Linked DNA regions of Zea mays: region 2 is linked to region 1. A link is a contact called in public Hi-C data. All regions are on one chromosome and are shown on one strand. The core of a region is the stretch at or near the end of the contact, and the rest is flanking DNA. Distances in the headings are between cores, read along the strand shown. Region 1 holds the start of LOC103643941 (late embryogenesis abundant protein 19). Region 2 holds the start of LOC100276750.

Region 1 (7,835 bases), core at 3,890-6,389:
GACAGATTGTATAAGTGTAGAGCCCCTGAACACTGATTCATCAAGTCAATACAATAGTAAGAAATGGGAAGTCTATTTTCAATTCGATTCCTTCTGGCAGTTTGGTGCCTATTCTGGACCACAGAATCATTTTCAGTGAAGAGATTATGTTGTAAAAGTTAAACAGCCACAACTTATAAAGTGATGCTTATGATTATCTATCATAGTGCCTATTTTTAGATAAATCAAACATGCATCACTGAACTTGTATGCCAGATGTTCCTTAGATTGAATTTGTGAAATCTATAGTCTGATAATCGTTGTGATCTTTGGTATTATTTGGCGTGGGTTTGACTTGTATATAAAGTTATAATTCTATGCATCTTCCATACTCATATCTTAAAGACTTAAACCTGTACTGTTTGCAATCTTTTAATGCCTGGGTCTGTTTGATTCAACAACAGATACAGTACCTCCAAAGAAGCGAATACTGGACACATCACAGGACTTCTATACAGCTGGTTTTGTCCCTGGGGCTAATGTTCATTTTTCTTATGATCTCCCTGAAGGTATGCATCATCATAATGACTCATGCCAAGTTAAGAAATAAACAACAATTACCTCTCAGCTGTATGTTTCAAATATATGGTGTAATTTAACAGAGGTCAATTCCAGTGCCATGCTTTTCTCCTCACCCCTACACGCAGAAATACATGCAAATACATGAAATAATTTGTCACTGGTGGTGCCTATGGCAAATTATTTATTTCGCCCCTGTTAGTCTGATACTATACAAGAGTATCATGGTTGTCACTTTGTTAGACATTTAGATACTCATGAGTTCTTGACTTCTTGCAATGAGTTGTATCAAATGCTTTGGACCTGCAGATTCGTTGTTAAATGCAGATGATCTAAAAGCAGGACCCTTTCTCCGTGAAGAAATTCTAAGTTTGGATGGATTGTCACTTCTGCTGAAACCTGCTAGTCAACCTGATGATTCTAGAATGAACTCTTCTTCTCTTCAATCTGATGCATCTCAATCTGTTCCTGTACCAACAACAACAAATAAGAAGCCTGGCAGACCAAAGTGGCTGAAAAGGTAACATTATTTGTTCGTCTTAATTGCAATATTTGTTTGGAGGCCTTTTCTAAGTTTTTTTTGTGTGAATATTCTAATTCCATCCAAAGGAGAAAAAAATTCTAGAGTATTCTTCTTTCCATTGTGGTCCAATAATTAGAAGGAGAAAAACCTGTCAAGTTTCTGGTGATAATTGTTATGAATAGCACTCATATCCAATATGAGGGCACTTGCTGCTCTCATGCATATTTGAGAAAAATATTTCCTTATCATCTTTTGGTAAGTTAGCATATGCACTTGCTATCCACCGTTTCAGAACATTTGTAGAGTTTGCAAGGAGCTTTAAATTGCAGTTTCATTTTAGTGCATGCATCTAATACTATTCTGATTGTTGAATCAACCCCACCACCATAGGGTATGTTTCGTGATAATTCTGTTTGCTGGAACTCACATGTGTGCTCTACTGCTCTAGCTACTTTGTTTCAGAACATATTGTGACTTGCTGGATCACGACAAAATAACTGGTACCCTCTTCTTACAGGTGATACCACTCTAGGTGTCAAGTGTGTGCCATCAACACAGAATCACTCTGTTAGGCTTCTAAACACTATTAATGGCCGAACAAGCTCAAATCTGAACAGGCTACACTGCTGTAGTACAATAATTGGATCCTCTGTTTACAGAAGCTGCAGGGGCATTAGAAATAGAATCCCACCTTTTTTCTAGGTGGGAGCCAAGTAGCATGTAAAATTGAATGTGTCGCGACTCATCAAGTCATCAGAACAGTGCTCCGCTGTGGCTAAGCACTTTGTCATCTTACATTTCATGTAAACCCCATAGGAAGTTAGAAACGGCAGAGATAATAGTCCAGTGTTGTTAACACTTCACGGTGCAATGCCATGCCTGTCTTCACTATTCAGTCTTGACAACAATACATTTTAGAAAACTGAAAGTGCCCGAGGTAGCTGGAATATACCAAGTGTGGGGCTTTCAGTTCTGGAGGACATGATATTGTGGCAGGTTGATTTCTTGTAATTGATGGTGATGGAGCCCTTACCAGCGACCAGCTAATTTGTCGCTAAACGGCATGTGTTTTCTTCTTTCTGATAGGGACTTACTTGTGGTTCAGGTAGATCCTGTGTGATTGTGATTTGTGGTTTAAATTCAACTTCTAGGGCCTGCTCTTCTGTGATTTGTACTTTCGACAAAAGAGCTGAGTTACTTATGTTACTACTTACTACCAAGTGCTCATAACTACTCATATGATGGAAAAGGTATGCCAAATGTTGCCTCAGAATCTGGAGGCTGGGTTGCTGATCTTTTATTATTTTATGGAAAAGGTATGCCAAATGTAGTAGAGATGAGTAGTTGAACCACGAAAATGGTAAAGGGAGACCGAGTGTTACTTCTAACAAAGAACCAAAGGTGGTCAAGTGATTTGAAGGGGTGAGCTAAGTGAGCAGTCAGGGGTTCGATCCCTCGGTCTGTTGCCTTTTTTTATTTATTGCGCGTGGGCATGGTTGGATGGCAGAATAGACCGGTGGCAGAACATGTCAGAGGCAGACTACCGCACATAGTTTATGATTTCATCGAGCATCACTGCCTTGCCCACCACCCAAAATGAGAAACATTTTACTCTGAATTCAAACCTAAGCAGCACACCAAACTACTCGAGTGACAGCAAGTGCCTGATGTTAATTGAGTGAGTGAGTGAGAGTGTCTTCTCGGTTACCTTGTTGCAACTCGGCACGAGATCCTGTAGCGGCTTCATCTGCTAGCTGATCTTCTCCCGTCTCACATGAATTATACATAAGAAGCAAGGAAAAAAACTTAACACACGAATCTCTGTAGCCAGCAAGGATGACGATGCAAAGAAATAATAGTGCAACAGAGCCTTAGGGAAATGTACCCTCTCCATGAGGTTGTGACAGTCCATCGCCTCGCCATGCCTTGCTCGCCACGCCTTGCCCAGACATGGATGTAGTCCTTGGGCAGCTAGGGGGCTTCGTTGCGTTGTCCTTCCCCTGCTTCTTTCCACCATTCTCGGGTTGTCCTCCGTGCCACCGCGCTTGGTCGATATGCACTGCTTCCCATTGGATTCCTCCTGTACAAAACACAACCAGAATGAAATACAATAGGATGATGTTTTGCTTCTATTGTTGATCAAGCAAGAGATAAACCTCATATTTCAGATAACATTCGAGAACATCTAAAAACATTGGACTACTTTTAGCACTCTTGCTCCCCTCAGCTCCACTTTTGTTAGAGAAGTCTTTCAGTTCATTCTATCAGAAGTCCGGCTGATTTACAAACAAAACGGGGAAACATATTAATGGATATTGATATCAAAAATGTAAAAACGAAATATTATGAATGGTTACCAGTTACCAGGTTACACTCTGGAAAGTAAAGTTTCATTGTGTGACTTAGTTGTGGTCACTCCAAGTATTCACAAACAAGTGCAGTCAGTAACCTACCTGCAATTTAACTGACATCCTCTTAGGTGGTCTCTGGTTGAGAACCATCCCGCCTTGTGGGTTCTGAACCTGCTGCCCTTGAAGCAGTTTCTTCGCTGAAATGAGGATGTAATAGTGACAGTGGGTAAATGATTGAGCAGCAGCACACTGTCTGTGTGTTTAAATGCTAGTTACTCACCAATCTCATAGAACACGTCGTTCACATTGGTAGCTGTTTTGGCAGAAGTTTCCATGAAAAAGAGACCATTCTCTTGAGCGAACGCCTTTGCTTCCTGCAGCATAGGATAATGTTACCTAATGTATTTTGTTTTGGTTCAGTAGACACCATCACAATCAAACGAGAGGAAGACAAAAAAACATTGCTGCTATCATGCACCAACATTTTCATGCTCCCAGGTCTCAGCTTACACGAGACATCAAACTGGAAGTAATCACTAAAAAGACATTCTATGTTCCCTACCACTCTGAAACATATTGTTGGCCGATAAAGATGCAGCGATTGAATGCAAAAGCTTCTAGGATGAGAAATCACTAAAGAATGAAGATGGCAGCAGCTACATAAACAAATGTGGTAGCTCATGAATGTGTTAAAAATAGAACTTGAGAAGCACATTAACATACATCTGCTGACACCTGCCTCGTATCTAACAAATCAGCCTTGTTCCCAGCAAGAGCCACTATTGTATTCGAGTTTCCTTCATTAAAAAGGAAAGGAAAATTAAAACAAAAGCTTGTAGATCAGCAGCACACTCAATGACATAATACATCCACAGATAACCCCTTCCAACAGTGCATCTCACCTGCTGCAGGAGGGCGCCGGTCTTGTCCTTGCTGGCGACCACGGTGTCCTTGGCGTACAGCGCGGCGCCGGCCGCCTTCTGCCTGGCGGCCTCGACCGTCTGCGCGACGTAGCTCCCGGTCTGCTGCGCGCCGTCGCGGGCGCGGTCCTCGGCAGCGCCGGCCGCGTCGGACGCAGTGTCCCTGGCGCGGCCAGCGGCGCCGGAGGCCGCGTCCTTGGCCCGGTACGCCCTGTCCTTGGCCGCCTCCCCGGCGTCGTGGCCCATCCCCATGGCGCGATCAGCGGCGTCGGATGCCTTGTGCTTGGCCTCCCTCCCTTTCTCCTGCGCCGCCCCCATCACTTGACCCGTCTTCTCCTGCGATGCAGCAGCCAACGTTAGTGTCCACTCTATCGTGTGGAGTAGGTAACTGCAAAAGGACGATAGAGCGAGCAACGTGCTGGCACGGCGGCTGGAAGCGCGGTGCGCGCGCGTCTCATCTCATCACCTCGACATGGGCCTTGGTCTCGCCGGCGTGGTAGCTAGTAGGATGCTGCTGACGAGAAGCCATCGCTGAGCTTGGATAAAAGATTGGATCCAACGAAACTGTGAGGTCAGGAGGCAGTGGGGTGGACCTTGGGGGGCCTCGTCGATGGCAGAGGAGAGCTCGGAGAGGAGGTCGAAGCAGAGCAGCGCGTCGGGGGTCTTCTGCCTGGCCGATGCCACTACGGACTCCAGCTGGGCCACCAGTGCGCCGAACCGCGACACAGGTAAAGTAGAGGTCGTGCAGAGGGAGCATGCGAGAGTGGAGGTCGTGGGTAGAGGGAGAGTCCGCTGACCGGGGGGTCGTGGGATTGGGGACGGTTGTGCCGCGCATGAGTCCGCTGACCGGTTGGGTGAAGGCAGCCGATGGGGAGGAGTTGGAGGACGGAAGTGCGCTGGAGGCCGCCATTGGGGAGGAGGAGTCCGACGGTGCGGTGGGGGAGGAGGTGGAATCCGATGATGGGGTGGAGGAGAGGAAGGGGAGGCCGCCGGAGTTGAGCGCAGTGAAGGAAGCGCGCGGCACAACCGTGGCTGGAGCCGCCGGCGGCCGTGGGCCGTGGCTGGACGGTAGGCTGCACGCTGGACAGTGGGCTGCACGATGGGATGGGCCTCAGATCCACACAAAAATCATTGGGCCGCACGAAACGCTGCCACATGTGCGTGCCATCTATTTTATTAGTGCCACATCGACTATTGAGAGTGACAGAACATGGCTTATAAGGGCAGTTGTGGATTCTATGTTGCTCACTGAGAGAGATGGAACGGAACATGGCGCATAAACTTGTGCATGTATTGTTTATTTTGTTGCACGGGACTAACGGAGGCAGAACAGCCGTTGGCAGAACGCGTCAGAGGCAGAACACGTCAGAGGCAGACTACTATTGCTTACTTAATAAGTAGTAGAGATTAATTTGGCACAACTCACGAGCCTGAGTGGCTCGGCTCGTTCCTTCGACGAGCTCAAAAACAGGCTCGGCTCGCCCGAGGCTCGTGAGCCGAGCCACTACGAGCTCAGCGGGATCGCGAGCCTCGAGCTTTTTCAAGCTATAACCGTCACGATCACAACTCACAAGGTGGAAACTAGGATTTTTTTTGTTTAGGTATACCGTCATAAAAATATATATAACTCAAAATAATCTATATATAGTTAATAATTCAATAAACAATTCGATAAATAACAAATCAAGTATAATATTAAACAATTAAGTACGAACATAGTAAAATACATATTAATAAGATAATTCTTAAGATCTCACGGGTTGTCCGAGCGTACGTACGTGCTTTGGAAATTCCCAACAAAGACTTCTTCAAGGTCAGCCCAATCCTGGATGCTCCTGGGTCTGAGGTTTTCGAGCCATGCTCGTACCGAATTCACCAGATACAAGGGAGAATCCAGACTATGAAGTCATCACAATCTACCCCTCTCGCCTGACATGCTAGCCGGTAGTCTCCCAGCCAAAGGCGGAGATCTGATTCCCCGGAATACCTCGTGATGTTGATTGGGGGCCTCTAGCGCCGCGATACGGGTGCCCGAAGGATGCGGTGGCTGAAAGCCCAAAGTCCTGGCGGCAGGAGGCCCACGGTTCGGTCCTCATCGGGGTTGAAGCGGTATCCGCGGGTGCCGATTGTACCGATGGATACTGTCTAGCCCCCTCCGTACTCCCCTTCTTATCCATGGATCGAGTGCGCTCTGTGCTCTTCCATCCAGCCCCAGGCACTGATAGGGCAAGGTCTGTTCAATGTCGTGTCGACCATGTTTTGTGCGGGATTGAGGAAGTGTTGTGCATCGTCGCTGCTTACAACAAGATGGTCACATACCTATCTCGGTCGGGGCCTCTCGGCTTCGAGGCGCCTCCACTTGGTATCGCCATTGACGTGGTCGAGTTTTTGCACGAGGGCGTGGGCGTCAAGCTCCTCCTACTGCTCACGAAGGGAGGCCTCGCGAGAAAGGATGCATGCTTAGTGCTGACATTGGTACTCTTCTTCTTGATTGGGGACCTCCTTGTCCCCTCCGCTGTTGTCATTTAGCGGGGGCATTAACGTGAAGTAGCCCTATTTGGCGGTTCTTCGACGTTGGAGTTAACCTCAGTCAAGCCACGGGTCGAATCGTCCTTGAGCAAGCCGAGGAAGGATGTCAGTCAGTAACTGATGACTGCCACTAGAGTCGAAGACGGGGCTTCCACCACCTTGGTTCTGGTGTGTGAAAGGGAATTAGAGTTTCACCTAGTTCCTAAATAATTTTGGTGGTTGAATTGCCCAACACAAATCTTGGACTAACTAGTTTGCTCTAGTGTATAAGTTATACAGGTGCAAAATGTTCACACTTAGCCAATAAAAAGACCATGAGTTGGGTTCAACACAAGAGCAAAAGGAGCAATAGAAGGCTTCTCTGGTCTGGCGCACCGGACTGTCCGGTGTGCCACCGGACATGTCCGGTGCACCAGGGGACTCCAACTTCGAACTGCTCGGCTTCGGGATTTTCCAGAGACCACTCCGCTATAATTCACCGGACTGTCCGGTGTGCACCGGACATGTCCGGTGCTCCAAGGAAGGGCGGCCTCAGGAACTCGCCAGCCTCGGGTTTTCACTTCAGCCGCTCCGCTATAATTCACCGGACTGTCCGGTGTACACCGGACTGTCCGGTGCATCTGCGGAGCAACGGCTACTTCAGGCGCCAACGGCTACCTGCAGCGCATTTATTGCGCGCCAGCGCGCGTAGAGGTCAGACACGCCCATGCTGGCGCACCGGACACCCTACAGTGCATGTCCGGTGCGCCACCGGACATCAAGGCGGGCCCAGAAGTCAGAAGCTTCAACGGTCGGAATCCAACGGAACTGGTGACGTGGCTGGGGCACCGGACTGTCCGGTGTGCACCGGACTGTCCGGTGTGCCATCAAACAGACGGCCTCCACCAACGGTCAAGTTGGTGGTTGGGGCTATAAATACCCCAACCACCCCACCATTCATTGCATCCAAGTTTT
Region 2 (7,835 bases), core at 1,883-4,382, 130 kb after region 1:
CTCCCGGGAGGGACCCCGTCGGGGAGGAGAGATCCTAGGGGTTGTCTAGGCTCGGGCCGGCCGACCTAGACTCCTCTAATCGACGTAGAGTCGAGGAGAGGCAGAGAATTTGGGGATTGGAATACTAAACTAGGGCTAAACTAGAACTAGACTAGAACTACTCCTAATTGTGCTGAAAATAAATGCGAGATAGAAGTTGTATTGGTTCGATTGTTGGGGGTTCAATCGGCCGTAGCCCTTCATCTATATAAAGGGGAGGTCTGGATCCGTTTCCAACTGTTTCCCGAGTTAATCCCGCGGTTTTAGGTAACAAATCCTGCGAGAAACTAGGAACCCTAACTGACTCTGCGCGCGCGCGGACCGTCCGCGCCACCACCGCGGACAGTCCGGACCGCGGACCGTCCGGCCTCAGGGCCGGACCGTCCGCCAGGCTCATTTTAGCCTCCAACAATATTCTTCTCAAACGGAACCTGCTACCTCAATTTTTCGGTTGCATCTGAATGTTGCAGGCTCCTGATGACACCTTATGAAGTTGTGTTTCTCTGTGTATCTGAAATGTTCTACATGTCCTTTCATCAGGTGAGGATGATGCTCGTCAGAAGCTGGCTCCCTGTCCTAAACGTCTGCCGGGACATTATTCAACCAATGCACTTCCAGAAATCGACCAATTGCCAAGACCTGGAGGAGGCGTTTCTTCAGAACATCTCCACCTTGCTTGTCCTAGAAGCCCAGGAGCTGTTGCAGCAATGCCTGGGGTTCTCGACCCGCAATGTCGATGACTGCCCACATCTGGTCGCCGCGTTCAAGACATGGTTCCGGCGCGCTTGCCGGGCTCCTTCAGCTTCAGGCGGGGAAAACTTAGACATGAGCGGATGTACATTATCCCCCAATCAGTGCGTGGTCGCTGTGTATTCTCGCATGTAGTCTGCTGTAGGCCTACCTTACATCTCTGTATTTAAGCCCTTTTGGTTGTGCTTTTTAACCTGTTTTTTTTTTCTTTTTGCAAAAACTAAAAGCCAGCTCAAGCGACGAAAAGCAACAACTATTGCAAAGCTGCTTTTGCATTATTTTAAAACTTACAACATTTTTACCTGCATTTGATAGAATTATTTTCCTATAATCGGTTATGAAAAATAACGATTCATTTTCTTATGTTCATGTCATGTAAAAGAGGTGTCATGAAGAGAGGCGTGTCCCTCTTACACGTGGCTCTGCCCTGACGCGCTTACCGTCATTACCGTCATTAGTGTGTTTGGTTGAACAGTGTAGGAGAAGGAAACGCTCTATTTATTTCTATTCCCTGGATGTTTTGGTTTCTAATAAAATAGGAATGTCTGCTCTATCAAACGATCGGATGCTGACTATGCAAACGCTCTCTCAAACGTTATCATTCCCTCTATTTCCCACTACACTCAGCGCTCTTTTAGATGTGATCCCTCTATTTCCCACTACACTCAGCGCTCTCTTAGAGGTGATCGTTCCCTCTACTTTCCACTACACTTATATGGTTCTCTAACTAAACAAAGAACGGAGTGACTTCGCTCTATTCTACTTTTTAACTAAATAAAAATGGAGCAACTATGTTCTGCTTGTCACAAAATATAATTGTTTCATTATTAGAAACTGGAATGAAGCCGCTCCATTCTAGTTAACTCTCCAATCAAATGTACGCTTAGTGGCGAAGATATATGGTAAATTGTAAGGTGCATTGGCACCGAGTAGGCCCTGTTTGGAAGCTTTGAGATAATACTATGATATTTTATGATAATGTGGTGTTAGAAGGTAAAAGGTGTTTGGTTGCTACATGTAAAACATAGTTTTAAATATATGATTTATTTAAAACTGTGATATTTTTAAAGTTTTCGAAACTTTATTTGGGACCTCGGTTTTCTTTTGTTCTCTTTATAAATACTTCAGTTTGTAATAAAACAACACATCTCAGTTTTCAACAATACTCTGATTTTACTGTGAGGTGCCGTATTATTTATGATATGTACAATTACAAACTATGGCATTTTAAAACTGTAGGATTTCAAAACTGCATATCAAACAAGTCCTACATTCAGCGCAAAAGCATGCCGGGTTTGTCCTCCTCATTTATGTCCGTGCATTGACATTGCAAACCCACACGGAAAAATGATAAACTATGAAAAGAAGAGACTGAAGCAACCAAACCAACGCATGAGTCAGAGGCGTAACACGGTTTTACTAGACTGCGAAGACGATGAACGCGCTAACAGAATCCCTGCACCGGCCACCGGCGGTCGGGGTCCGGCAGCCAGGACGACCGCTTCTTCTTCTTATCTTTCTTCCCTTCGCCGCCCCCGTCCTCGCCGTCCTCGGAGCTCTTGGAGTCGCCGTCAGACCAGGCGCCGCACCCACCGACCCCCGGCCCTGCGCCGCCCGACCTGTTCCTTGACCTCACGTACTCGATCAGCCTCCACGCCGCCGGCTTCTGCTGCCGCTGTGGCAGTGGCAGGGGCGGAGGCTGTGGCGGGGACGCCTTCCCCTGCTTGGCCGGCGCCTTCTGCTGCTGCTCCTCCTCTGCAACCAGCAGCGCCGGAGGCGGATTCTTGGCGTCGTCGTGGAGGCGGGCGGACTGGGACAAGAGCTCGTAGTCTGGCAGCGGCACGGTGTCCTCCAACGCGCGGTCCCCGTTGCCGCCGACGCAGTCCATGAGCAGCAGGTTCTGGCGGCTGCCGCCTGACCTCCGCTTCTGCCGCCGCGCCCGCGCGCCGAGCCTGGAGCCTGATCTGCCGCTGCTGGTGCCGCACCGGTCCTGCTGCTCCTCCTCATCGTCCGAGTGATCCAGGACGTCCATATTTAACGAGCTCTTTGACGCCGCAAACCAATGAACCATGCAAAAGCAAAATCTCTCTCTCTCTCGTTGCTCGTTGGGAGGGATAAATCCTTTGCAAGTGCCCTGGCCTGGGGATCTCCCTCACTCTCTGCCTCTATCTCTCTCTGCTCGTTGGGAGCATAAAATCCTCTGCAAGCGCGGTGGCCTACTCCCTACTCCCCAAATGAACGCAGAAACTAGCAACGGGGGAATGGGTATTCAGCGGAAAAGTTTGACGAGAAGTGCTCCAGTCCGGCCCGGCTGATCGCGTCGATCTGAGCTGGTGGTTGACCTGGAAAAAAAAATTCTGTGCACCTTTGCACCACCACGTGAAGGTCAAAAAAAAAAACAAATCAAAATTTGTAACTTAACTTCTCAGTAATTTATTTTTCTTCTATTTATAAGGGTCTTTCCACGATGGATGTGAGAGACGGTAGAGTAGTGCGTTTGCATCCTAGATGCACAATTTTTTTCCGGTTGACCTGCCCTCGAGGAAGGTGCGCTGGCGGCGTCGTGGCTGCATGGGTCCGCTCGGTTATGTGTCGCCCAGGATGACGTGTGGGTCCCGCCATGCAGTGAGAGAATATGTGTGGTTCGATGTTTCTTCTTGTTCGCGAGAAGAAAACACCGTACCGGTCGACGCCTGACGCCGCCGGGTCCATGGATTGTGACAATTTCATTTGAGGCACGTTACAATTATGCGAAGTTTTCTCGGCTAAGACTATGAGGTCCGTCATCGAAATAGGCTCCAATCTGGAATTTGCATGGATCCATGCAAGAGAATCGAATCCTCCTATCCATGCAATTTAAATACCTTGAGCAACTTCAACAGCCTTTGTAAATTAATTTGACTAGATAAAAAAAGAAAAGGTCACTGAAAACCACATCCAACATATTCGCTTTCTTCGTCTCTTATCTATTTCACTCGGCATTTTCTCTGTCATCGCTCGGCATCTTTGCCTAACTGCTCTTTGCATGCGACTCATGCAATGGCCTGACGCAACTATGCAAGCGGTGGCTGTTTGCATGTGTGGATAAGAAAAGTTAACTAATAGCTAGTCTCTTGGTTAACCCTAGCCAAAATAAGTTTTCTATTATAAAAACTCCACCACAAAACTCTATATTTGCCTAGAATTTTATATAAGCTGTTGGAGTTCCTCAAGGTTTACTAAACTGTTTTGCTGACCAAAACCGCTGGAGGGCATGCCTTTTAAGAGACTAAATATGTGTCTTTTAAGAGACTAAATAAGTTTTAGGCATGACTCGTGCTACCAACACCATTGTAGGGGTTACCAGCGAATAAATATGTCCATCCGTAAAATTTAAGAGACTAAGGTTGATTTGGTGACAAGGGGATCCCAGGAGGATTGGATGGGATTAAGAGGGAAATGAACTAATTTCCCCCTCAATCCCCTCCGATCCTCCCGGGATCCCGGGTCACTAAATCAACTCTAAATATGTCCATCCGTAAAAGTGGCAAAAATTTAAAAGCCCCACTCAACCATGACGATTGTTTTTTACTTTTTAATCGGTGGCCATTTGTTGCATAGGGTGATAGGGTTATATAAATTAGTAGATTAATGTATGTGCATTGCAATGACAACAAAATTAATATCACAATAACTTAAATATTGTCACATCCGGTTTTAGAAGGCAAACCGAATGCGAACCATGTACGTGCCAGGATCAGTAATTCACGTACACAGCAGTTACATAACATGGACATCATCACACAGTGCTCAAAATAGTATTAAAAGGGAAATAATAGTCGATTACATCATACGTCTGAGACGTCCATATAGTCCTTACAATAAATCAAAGTGCGGAAAAGAAACGTAGATAACCGCGGCCTTCACAGGCAGCCGACTGGGGGTTGCCGCTAACCCACGCCTAGAACTCGCCGTAGTCTTGGAACTCCTGGAAGTCTCCTTCCACAGCTTCATCTTCGCCTGAGCAGTGGTTGCAATGCTGACAACCTGGGGATGGGGGAGTTTGGTGTGTAGAGCAAGGCTGAGTACACATCAACATACTCAGCAAGTATCCTGTTTGGCTGTAGTGGACTGGCTTTATGTGGGGATAAGTCAAGCAGTTGCTTTTAGTTGGTCAGATTATTATTTACTAATAGAAAGCCAGGTTTTAGCATTAACCCAAGTTATTAGCCCGATGTACCCTTTCCAAACGGAAAGAATACCACTTACCAGCACCATAAACATAACCAGAACCAGCAGTCTCATCGCCACCTGTAAACCAAAGTGTCTCTGAGTCGAGTACCACTAATCACTGGAGCTCCCTTGGCCGCTCATAACCGCGAGCATGACTGATATATCAGTTTTCAAAACACTCTGCAGAGGTTGTGCACTTTACCCACAAGCCGTGATTCCCATTCTGCCCGGAGAGAGCTACTCCCCATTAACCACTACCTAGGTGGCCTAGCAGGGCATCACTACGTAGCCTTTATAAAGATTCCCCGGGGCTGTAGCCACCCGTTAGGTTTCCTAAATGCACCGCACTCCTCCCCAAGGGGCGAACCCAAACTTGGCAGAGCGAGCCGCATACACCGAGCCCCATTGACGGCACGACGGCTAAGTGAACTACACCCCGGATCCTCTAATTATTCAGCTAAGGGCATCCCATTCCACCCTCACGGTTGCACTGTTTTCTCGGGCGGTCATCCATAGAACAGGTCCTTACGGAGAGGCACTCGAGAAACCGCTCGAGCCCCCTTGAAGACCACAAGTATAACATCATCATAGAGAGGGGAAAACAGCGTATCATAGATAATCTCATCATGTTCATTGATTAGAGTTAAGCAATAGCATAAAGCTAGACAATAATAATCCAACCCAAATAGGTAAACAAGGACATGGATAACAAATCTAGTCAATCCTTAGGCATAAATGTGTAAAGCGGGAGGTGAATTAAAGAATGGATAGGACAGAGATAGGTCAAGGGACACTTGCCTCCACCAACCGACTGCTGCTCAGGGGCTTCTCCTGCGAGTTCCTCGGGCTCTTCAACCGGATCGTTCTCTATGCGATTGCAAGCATACATACATCCATCCATTCAAATTAGGGAACAAACAGTACATCATACAAGAGAACGAATGAAGTGAATATGCATAGAATATCACATACGATAATGAACTTACCATGGTTAGAAAGAAATGGGAAAAGGTCTCGCGAGAGTTAAAGCTTATGCCCGAGACGCACTACGGGTAAACAAATGATTAAACGTCACGTGCTCTAGTTCCAATCAGTTCTAACAAAAGAATTAGCTACATGCACTAATGTAAACGTGACCACTTTTAGTAGATTATCATTGAATGCGATAGATGATTAGCTATACAAATTAACTAACGTAACCAATTTCTAAATTGAGACTCCTATCTTATTAATATAAACACGTGATTAGCGCACATAGGACGAGGGAGGGGGGTAGACGGGGCACGATGGGTCGTGCCAAGGCACGCGCACTACGCGAGCACGCGCGCGAGGCCGCACGCACACGCCACGAACTAGCCGTGCGCACGTCGGGGCCGGGCGCTAGCCGAGCTCAAAGCCGCGCGCTAAAGGCACGCTAGGCCGAGCTCGAGGCTACGCCGGGGCCGTCACGACGCGAGCAAGGCACGACGGGGCGAGCGGGCAAGCGCGCCGGGGCAAGCGAGCATGGGCGAGCGAGGACGCGGCCGGGTGATAGTCGCCTAGAGGGGGGTGAATAGGGCGAAACTGAAATTTTCAAATATAAACACAACTACAAGCCGGGTTAGCGTTAGAAATGTAAACGAGTCCGCGAGAGAGGGCGCAAAACAAATCGCAAGCAAATGGAGAGTGTGACACGTGGATTTGTTTTACCGAGGTTCGGTTCTCGCAAACCTACTCTTCGTTGAGGAGTCCACAAAGGCCGGGTCTCTTTCAACCCTTCCCTCTCTCAAACGGTCCCTCGGACTGAGTGAGCTTCTCTTCTCAAATCAAAGCCGAGAATAAAACTTCCCCGCAAGGGCCACCACACAATTGGTGCCTCTTGCCTTGATTACAATTGAGTGTTGATCACAAGAGTAAGTGAGAAAGAAAAGAAGCAATCCAAGCGCAAGAGCTCAAAAGAACACGGCAAATCTCTCTCGCTAATCACTAAAGCCTTTTGTGGAATTGGAGAGGATTTGATCTCTTTGGTGTGTCTAGAATTGAATGCCTAGCTCTTGTAAGTGGTTGAGAAGTGGAAAACTTGGATGCCATGAATGGTGGGGTGGCTGGGGTATTTATAGCCCCAACCACCAAAAGTGGCCGTTGGGAGGCTGTCTGTTCGATGGCGCACCGGACAGTCCGGTGCACACCGGACATGTCCGGTGCCCCCGCCACGTCATCACTGCCGTTGGATTCTGACCGTTGGAGCTTCTGACTTGTGGGCCCTCCTGGATGTCTGGTGCACATACTCTCTCCCCCTTTGGCATGAATCGCCAAAAACGGAATCATTAGAGCCCGCGAAGTGCTATCTTCCCCTTTGGTCATAAATAAATGAGTTAAGATTATACCAAAGACGAAGTCCTTTTGCTCTCTCCCCCAAAGATGGAGAGTCTCTTGGAGCGACGACGAAGGATGAGTTATGGAGTGGAAGCCTTTGTCTTCGCCGAAGACTCCAATTCCCTTTCAATACACCTATGACTTGGTTTGAAATAGACTTGAAAAACACATTAGTCATAGCATATGAAAGAGACATGATTAAATGTATATAGAAGAGCAATGTGTGCAATTTAACAAAAGAAGTTCCTAGAATCAAGAATATTGAGCTCATGCCTAAGTTCATCAAGAGGCTTGGTAAAGATATCGGCTAATTGATCTTTAGTATTAATGTATGAAATCTCGATATCTCCCTTTTGTTGGTGATCCCTGAGAAAATGATACCGAATGGCTATGTGTTTAGTGCGACTATGCTCGACGGGATTATCCGCCATCTTGATTGCACTCTCATTATCACATAGCAAAGGGACTTTGGTTAATTT

What was found. A called contact is a pair of places that touch in the nucleus more often than the background predicts.
Region 2: a contact with region 1 is called in a Hi-C map of tassel, with 2.8 times the contacts expected there. The contact joins the promoter of LOC100276750 here to the promoter of LOC103643941 in region 1. A contact is called at or near these places in 2 of 25 Hi-C or Micro-C datasets (ear and tassel).

Annotation. Positions count from the first base shown.
Region 1 is chr1:276,955,796-276,963,630 of Zm-B73-REFERENCE-NAM-5.0, forward strand. LOC103643941 (late embryogenesis abundant protein 19) reads right to left here and starts at 5,140. Exons shown (of 5, transcript XM_023301009.1): 1 at 4,819-5,140; 2 at 4,339-4,688; 3 at 4,156-4,264; 4 at 3,713-3,806; 5 at 3,535-3,629. The coding sequence starts at 5,109. The coding sequence ends at 3,535. LOC103643940 (a long non-coding RNA gene) reads right to left here and starts at 3,534. Exons shown (of 5, transcript XR_561391.2): 1 at 3,446-3,534; 2 at 3,238-3,357; 3 at 2,967-3,161; 4 at 2,790-2,840; 5 at 2,628-2,706.
Region 2 is chr1:277,089,925-277,097,759 of Zm-B73-REFERENCE-NAM-5.0, forward strand. It overlaps LOC100276750, which reads right to left and starts at 3,133. Exons shown (of 1, transcript NM_001366671.1): 1 at 2,019-3,133. The coding sequence starts at 2,860. The coding sequence ends at 2,234.